2 separate regions of the Mus musculus genome follow, and region 2 is linked to region 1. A link is a contact called in public Hi-C data. All regions are on one chromosome and are shown on one strand. Each heading gives the region's core, a stretch centred on a gene start, on an enhancer-like site or on the middle of the called end of the contact. The rest is flanking DNA. Distances are from core to core; before and after follow the strand shown.

What was found. Hi-C and Micro-C count contacts between places; a contact is called where the count stands out from the background.
Region 2: a Hi-C map of the N1E-115 cell line shows a contact between it and region 1, with 4 times the contacts expected there. The contact joins two enhancer-like sites. A contact is called at or near these places in 2 of 39 promoter capture datasets (the 3T3-L1 cell line and hippocampal neurons) and 21 of 484 Hi-C or Micro-C datasets (3T3-L1-derived adipocytes, the AML12 cell line, B cells and 15 more).

The regions. Positions count from the first base shown.
Region 1 is chr2:8,689,879-8,693,741 of GRCm38.p6, reverse strand. No RefSeq gene overlaps it. Among named protein-coding and RNA genes, the nearest start is that of Gm30957, 260 kb to the left of the region's middle. Within about 2 kb of position 2,276, at least 6 of the 459 cell types and tissues checked have an H3K27ac peak or open chromatin away from gene starts, as enhancers often do. A contact at or near this core is called in the N1E-115 cell line, where this site is marked.
Region 2 is chr2:10,007,050-10,011,081 of GRCm38.p6, reverse strand. The region is part of intron 2 of Taf3 (TATA-box binding protein associated factor 3); the gene reads left to right. Among named protein-coding and RNA genes, the nearest start is that of Taf3, 40 kb to the left of the region's middle. Within about 2 kb of position 1,646, at least 26 of the 459 cell types and tissues checked have an H3K27ac peak or open chromatin away from gene starts, as enhancers often do. A contact at or near this core is called in the N1E-115 cell line, where this site is marked.

The sequences.
Region 1 (3,863 bases), core at 1,027-3,526:
ATGGAAGGGTGAGCAGGTGGGATGTGCCTTCCTTCGTGGCAAAGCATCAGAAAGCAGGGAAGGGAACCAGAATCACGAAAACCAGGCAAAACACACCTGTGGTGACCTATCTCCACTAGCTAGGTTTGATTTTCCAAACACTCTCTAACCTTCCAAAACAGTCACCCGTTGGGCACCAAATTATCAAAATTATTTACTTATGGAGGACATTTTAGTTACTAATTATAGCATCAGGCCATGCATTTCTAGATTTGAAACAACCCACTTTTCTTTTTCCTTTTTTCCCCCCACTAGTAAGATTTTTAAAAAAAAGGTTATTATAAACAATATGAACTAACCAGTACCCCCAGAGCTCCCGTCTCTAACTGCATATGTAGCAGAAGATGGCCTAGTTGGCCATCATTGGGAAGAGAGGCCCCTTGGTCTTGCAAACTTTATATGCCCCAGTTCAAGGGAACTCCAAGGCCAAGAAGTGGGAGTGGGTGGGTAGGGGAGCAGGACGGGGTGGGGGGGTGGGGGGGAGGGTATAGGGAACTTTAAGAATAGCATTTGAAGTGTAAATAAAGAAAATATCTAATAAAAAAAAGAAAAAAAATCGCTATGTTTGTTTACATTACAAATGTTATCCCCCTTTCCAGTTTCTCCTCCAGAAGCCCCCTATACCCCCCCTGCCTCTATGAGGGTGCTCTCTCACCCTCCCACTCACCCCTGCCTCAGCGCCCTAGCATTACCCTATGCTGAGTCATGGAGCCTCCACAGGAACAAGGGTCTCTTCTCCCATTGATGCCAGATAGGCTATCCTCTGCTACATGGTCAGCTGGAACCATGGGTTCCCCGTGTATACTTTTTGGTTTGTGGGTTAGTCCCTGGGAGGTCTTGAGGGGAGGGGGTCTGATTAGTTGATATTGTTATTCTTCCTATGGGGCTGCAAACCCCTTCAGCTTCTTCCGTCCTTGTCCTAACTTCTCCATTGGGATCCCTGTGCTCAATCCGATGTTTGGCTATGAGCATCTGCTTCTGTATTGGTCAGGCTATGGCTGAGCCTTACAGGAGACAGCTACTCCAGGCCCCTCTCAGCAAGCACTTCTTGGCATCAGTAATAGTGTCTGGGTTTGGTGTCTGCAGATGGGATGGGTCCAAACAGCATGAGCATCTCAGCGGCATGGGTCTCAGTGGCCAGATGTGTCTGTGTGCATATACTAAATTCTGTAGCAGGCAGTTGTCATTGAGAGTCTACCTTTATGTCAAAAGGCTGCAGGAAAAAAATGATGGAAACAATTGCCTGAAGGTGCAATCTTGAAGGTCTGGAACAGTGACTCATGATGAAATGCCACAGATGACCTGCAGTTTTACCTGAGACACGTTTCCACCCCTTACTTTCCCGCAACACACGCAGTGGAGTAATGGTTTTCATTTACAAAGCCTTTTTTTCATCTAATGTACAGGTTGTTTGTATATGTCTATTCGTTTTTAATGCCCAGTTTCCTTAAGGCATTCTGGTTACAAGAAGTGTTCACTTTTTAAAGCAATGGCCAGTCCTCACTGCCCCGGCATGTTCTTTAAGCAATGGCCATTTTTCCCTGTGCTTGTCATGATCTTTAAGCAATGGCAAGTCCCCACTCTCCTCCTGCATGGTCTTTAAGCAGTGGTCAGTCCTCACTGTCCCCTGTGTGATCTTTAATCAATGTTCAGCCCTCTTTGTGTTAAATGTACTCAAATCCTCCAGTTTCCCAACTGAAGAGCAGACTCTAATGATTAGTTAAGAAATGCATTCAACTTAATTCAGATTTTATTCTCCCCTTAAGTCCCTTAGCTGAGCTCTCTTACTTCGATTTTTCAGAATTAAAGAAACCCTCATTTAAAATGAGCTTGTGCACACAGGGCATCTGTCTGTCACCAAAGGCAAAGAGCATCTTTCAAATATAATGGGGACAGGAGTCATCAACTCTAAATCTGATCTGCCCGTAATTCAATTAAATCATTACATTCTTGTCTTTCACTGATTTGTCTTGCCTACCGAAAACCATGCAACAAATGTGTTAAATGTTCATGTTTATATAGTGTGTGCATCTAAAGAGAAAGAAAGAAAAAAATCATTTAATGCTAAAGAGGAGAATATATTGTTGATTTTTTTTTTTAACAAATGGCTGGGAGGGTTATAATGTATTAGTTTTTTTTTTTCTAGAGGTAATCTTAGATGGGGAGTGAATGAAGGGAGGTCCGTTATCAGTCCATAACATCTGCTGCAGTGTCAAGTGATGAAATGGGTGACTCCGGAGCCCAAGACAGCTGGGACGGATTTCTTAATGCAGGAGGGTATTGTGCAAACAAACAGGCCCTGATACGGTCTATGGTTGTCACAATTATTCAGGCTGGTGATACATCTTCCAGTATTAGCTGCTTGAGCAGTCTTATTTCTTTTAAAACTAAACTACTATATAACAATTGCCATCCTGGTCTGCAAGTCAGTGGAAACAAATAAAATAAATACACCAGGAACAACAACAACAAAAATAAATAAGTAGAAATTAAAATTTATCACTGGAGCAATAAACTGTAAAGCTGACGTCGGATGAACAGGGCAAGACAAACCACCTACAACAATGACCCGGGAGGGAACAAACAAAGCCTGATCCCAAACCTGACTGAAATTAAAGCTCCAAAGGAGGAGCAGTTTTTCTCACCCTTTGTTACATAAGTGGCCCGGGTGTCCTTCAAGCTACAGATACATAAGTGCTGGTTTGGATACCTAATTTCCATTCATGCTACTTTTAGGCTTGTGGCTTGTGTACAGTATCATAGCCATGCCTAATTAGAATGATGGAGCTTCTCTAACAGGTAAAGATTCTATAAAAAGAAGAAATGAAATAATTTGGAAATCACTATTTACATACATGAAAAATGCTAATGGGTTTAAACATAAATCGAAGAGGAGTTTCCCTTACATAGGCGTCCTGGTAAATACATCAATATTGAGGAGGAACTTAGAAATTGTACAGCTGACACCCAATTCAGATATGATGCAGCATACAAGAATACAGCCCAGCTTTGGATCTGATATCTGAAAACTGCTGTAAGAATTATTTAGGTTTTCTGTGCCTTGGAATCAAAAGTCAATAAAAGAAAGGAGGTTGCTGGGGACAGTTCAGGGTGTAAAGGCTTGCCTGGCAAGCATGAGTTCAGATCCCCAAAACCCACATAAAGAGACGTGACTTGTATCTATAATCTCAGCTCTGAGAGTTGGGGGGGTGGAGAGTAGGGACTTCCAAGACACTCATGGGACTCCTAACCTGGTCTAAATGCTGAAGTCCACGCTGTTGTAGGACCTTATCTCAAGCAAACAGTAGAAGATCTTCAGGACTGAAGGTTGTTCTCTGACCAGGACATATGCACTTTGCACAAATGCACATTTACCAACACACACACACACACACACAGAGAGACAGAGACAGAGACAGAGAGAGAGACAGAGACAGAGAGAGAGAGAGACAGAGAGAGAGACAGAGAGAGAGACACAGAGAGAGAGAGACAGAGACAGAGAGAGAGACAGAGACAGAGACAGAGACAGAGAGACAGAGAGAGAGAAGAGAGAAGAGAGAGAGACAGAGAGAGAGAGAAAGAGAGAGAAGAGAGAGAGAGAGAGAGAGAGAGAGAGAGCGAGCAAAGAATCATGAACCCTTCACTCTGAGCAACTCTCACAATAAAGCATGTGTGCGAAATAATAACCGAGTAAATTAAAATGTTTCTAGAAACCCAAGTGTATTTGATTCTGAGCTCATTTTGGTCAGGCTGCCTCTGTCTTTGTCACTTATATATCCAGGGTAGTATTAGAAATGATAGTATTAATAGTAGTATTATTTTAG
Region 2 (4,032 bases), core at 397-2,896, 1.3 Mb before region 1:
TAATTGGAGATCTTAGTTTCTTTAGCTCTCTGAATTTTTTACCAAGAAATGTTGAAGTATTTCTAATATCTATTTATCACTTAAATGTGGTTTGTCTTTAACTAGATATATAGTTGGAAACATTCTTTGAATTCAGTTGTTTTAAAACTACAAATTTCATCAGAAGGCTTTTCATATGTCAAGTTAAACATTGGTTTAGGTTTAACGTGACACAAGTTGGATTTCATCATTTACATTAAAAGCAGCACAATTTCCTGGCCTTTTTTTTTTTTTTTAAAAGAAAATCAGAGTAAAGAGCTAAATCCGAGTGGAATGGCCCAGCCTGCTTCCCAAGCCTGCACAGCAAGCAGGCGGCTGGGTGCAGAGGGAGCTCACAAGAACCCACTTTCACTTCTAGGCGCCTCTCTGCAGACAGAGCTACCTGTGCCACCTCTGGCCTTGTAACTAAAGTACTTCATGAAGTTAAAGAAAATTCTCAGAAAATGCTGCTTCCTTCATTCTACAAGGCTACTCATAGTGCTAAGATTTCTGTTCTTCCTGGCCTTTCCCCCCTATAAAAATGTCATACTTTATGTCTGCAGGGTTCTATAACTGCCAGTAGAGGGCACTGTTGTAACGCAAGAGAAATGTATTGCTTCCCTAACTCCTTGTCTGCCTTTGCAATTTGCAGTGTTTTTAAAAGCAATATTCTCTATGTAATTAAAATCCGTTCTCTGTATAATTAGCAGTTGAGCCGTATTCTTTGTGGCAGAGTTTGTTTGTGGATGGCATTTTTTTAAGTCTGTGTTCCATCTATAGCTAAGTGCCTAAACTGCCCTCTATTAAAATATAGGAAGTTGTGTTGCTTTTTCTCTACACTAAGCAATGCTGGAGATGGAAATGTATAAAAATTACTTTAGGTTTCATTTAGGCCCTACGAGCTAATTATCCAGTAGGGAACGTTTAAAATTCTTGGTTCCAGTGGAGTTAATATGCCATGGTCAAGAGGAGTGTTCGGGTGCCTGGCGTAGTAGCAGGACCGCTAATTCTGTGCTAGTGCTCTGCTGATGCAAGCTACTGATCACCTTAGCAAGTTTGCTAATAACTTTTCCTTTCGTGCTTCCTTAAAATCATATGCCATCGATACAGTTATCAAACCACTAAAGAGTGATGTGGAAAGGTGGCTGAAACTGCCTCTCTTGCTTAACTCTCATAAATGTCATTTGGAGTGACTAAATGTGTACTCATGGCCTGGCCTCTGCAGGCTCTGGAGGGCAGTGAGACTAGAGAGTCCCAGCCTGGAGTTCAAGCGCCCGGGCCGGCCGGCCACACTTCGTAAGCTTTATGGTTTGCCTCCCCAAGTAGTCTAAAATCAAAGAAATTGATTTCAAGGCCAAACTATAACGTCTTTTCTCAGTTTTGGAACTGAAACTTTATGACTAATATTTTGAAATTATTTCATTTTGTGCTTTAAAGTTGCAAGAGAAATTTAGTTGAGAATCAGAAATCTTAGCACTATGAGTAGCCTTGTAGAATGAAGGAATCAGCATTTTCCTGAGAATTTTCTTTAACTTCATGAAGTACTTTAGTTACAAGGCCAGAGGTGGCACAGGTAGCTCTGTCTGCAGAGAGGCGCCTAGAAGTGAAAGTGGGTTCATGTGAGCTCCCTCTGCACCCAGCCGCCTGCCTGCTGTGCAGGCTTGGGAAGTAGGCTGGGCCATTCCACTCGGATTTAGCTCTTTACAATCTGATTTTAAAAAACAAAACAAAACACTGTGTTAACATTTGAGAAGAGTGAGCCTGTGTAAGGGCACTATCATAACATAAAGGGAAACACTTGGAACTATCTTTCAGGCCTCAGTCACTGGAGGTGTCATTTCAGGATATTTGAGTTTAACTAAAGTGAAAGCTGAAAATTTCAGGCTATGGTAAGGAAGGATTCTGCTGTTTTTCACAGAGTTTTTCTGATGTTATAGCTGTCCCCAAAGGAAGACATTCAGTTTCTTCCCTGTTGGTCCCCTGCTCCTTTGTACTTCATGGGACTTCTTAAGACAGAGGCTTTGCTGTTTGTTTAAAATATACTAGGTAGGTTAGAAAAAAAAATAACTGAATGTTGTTTATCTGAAGGCATAAAACCATTGCTTTCTTATTTCTTATAACCAAAGAGGAAATAAAGCAAAATTTCCTTTTGTTGGAGCATTTGTATTGAATGTGGGGACTTGCCTGTATTGTCTTGTAATGGTTATCGCTGCCTTTTCGCCCACAGAGGCTATCACAGGTTTTAGTCTGGGCTGTTTGTATTCAGCAAGGTCAAGATAAGTTTTATCTCTACAGATAAGTCAAGTGCATTAGGATCGATAGGCAATAGTAAAATTCGCTGAAAATATTATTGCCAAGTTCTTAATGATTTTTAAAGCTATAAGCTTGTCATGTGGAATATACCCATACTGGTTTTTATTTATTTGAATGGCACTAAAAGTGTCATTAATTATGCAGGCTTTTTAAAGAGACAGGAACCGATTAAAGTAGCGTTTGGGCAGCCGTGAGCCGTGAGCTCCAGTGTTAAACTGATGAAGTATGAGAAGCTGCTTGGTTTTCTTTTTAAAGAAAATGCCAAGAGAACAAATATTATAGAAGGCATTTATAAATTAAAAACATAACTTGAGTTTCCTTGTTAAAATAATCATTTTTGACTTTGTATAGATATCCATCTTACCCAGGGGCCACGCCACAGATTTTGGTTTCCTTAGCTGAGAAACTCTGGTGGGAAAGGAAACCTATCCTACCCGTACGAGGAGCTGTGAGGAACCCTTTGTAAGAACTGCTGCTTGAGTGTGTGACAGGCAGAGAAGACAGGAAGGACACAGACTCATTCACTGGTTTGTTTTTAACTCAGAGGAACACCCTTCTGATACCTTTCTCATAGAGTTTCGAGTCTGTTTGTTTCCATTTTCTGCAGGTAAGACCACCATCACCTTAGGGCAAATGTACCTAGAATTTATTTTCTTTCTTGGTAGCAATCCTGCTAGATGCCCCCATGCAGGGGCCACATTACAGTTGGAAAGCACACGCTCTAGAGAAGTTACATGTCTCGGTGGGCTTTCTTCTCCAGCGTTATGTAACAACAACGCTTTGCAGACTTTACAGCCTTGGGATTCCGTATTTTGTTATGGCTGTATGAGTTTATGCTTTTCAATTTCTTAAAATATATGTTCTTCGCTCTTGCTCCTTTAGAGATCAGTCGGTGGCTTTTCCTTGCTTTAAGGGGACTTTTCCTCTCTTAGTGGATAATTGAGGTAAGGAGACTGGGACCAACTTCGGTGTTGATTTCAGGTGTTCTTATTCCTACACAGGAAACCGTGTCACTCATTGCCCCAGAATTGTGCCTCTTGTGTTCTTTCCTCCCTCCTTCTCTCTCAGTACTTAATGCATTTATGTGACCACTTAAGTAAAAGTTATAGAAATACTTGGCACCCTTCTAGAAACTGTTAGCATTTTCTTTAAAAATTTCTATAGAAGATGATCTTTGGGTCGTATGCTTCTTAGTTCTGATAGTGTGGCCCACACAGCCACCAGTGTAGCTACAGCAATGTTTCCTCAACACACATACAGAAAAAGCTGTGATTTCTTTCTGGATCCTCTAGACTGTGCTGTGAGAGGGAGAAAGCCCAAAGGCTGTGTGGCCTCACTGGCTGAAGGGCTGCTCTAAGCACTGGCGCTGGCGGGCACGCAGGGAGCCGTGGCCCCAGCTGAAAAGTTACGTGAAAGACAAGTTGGTGTCTCGTCTCAGAGTTATCTTTGTGTGGCAGGCCTAATGCAACACTAAGAGTTAGAGCTTTAAAAATAGAACAATGGTCCTTTTAAAATATAGTTAGTGTAGTGAATTTACCCCCAAACTCTCCGGTGTCTCATTACTCAAAAAAAAAAAAAAAAAAAAAAAGAGGAGAAACTGTCCTGCCAGCAAAGAAGTGCATTGGGGAAATGGCCACTCTCTTTGAGAACATTTTAATTCAGTTTTAATCAAGAGGGCAATAAAAGAGGAAACATTTTAAA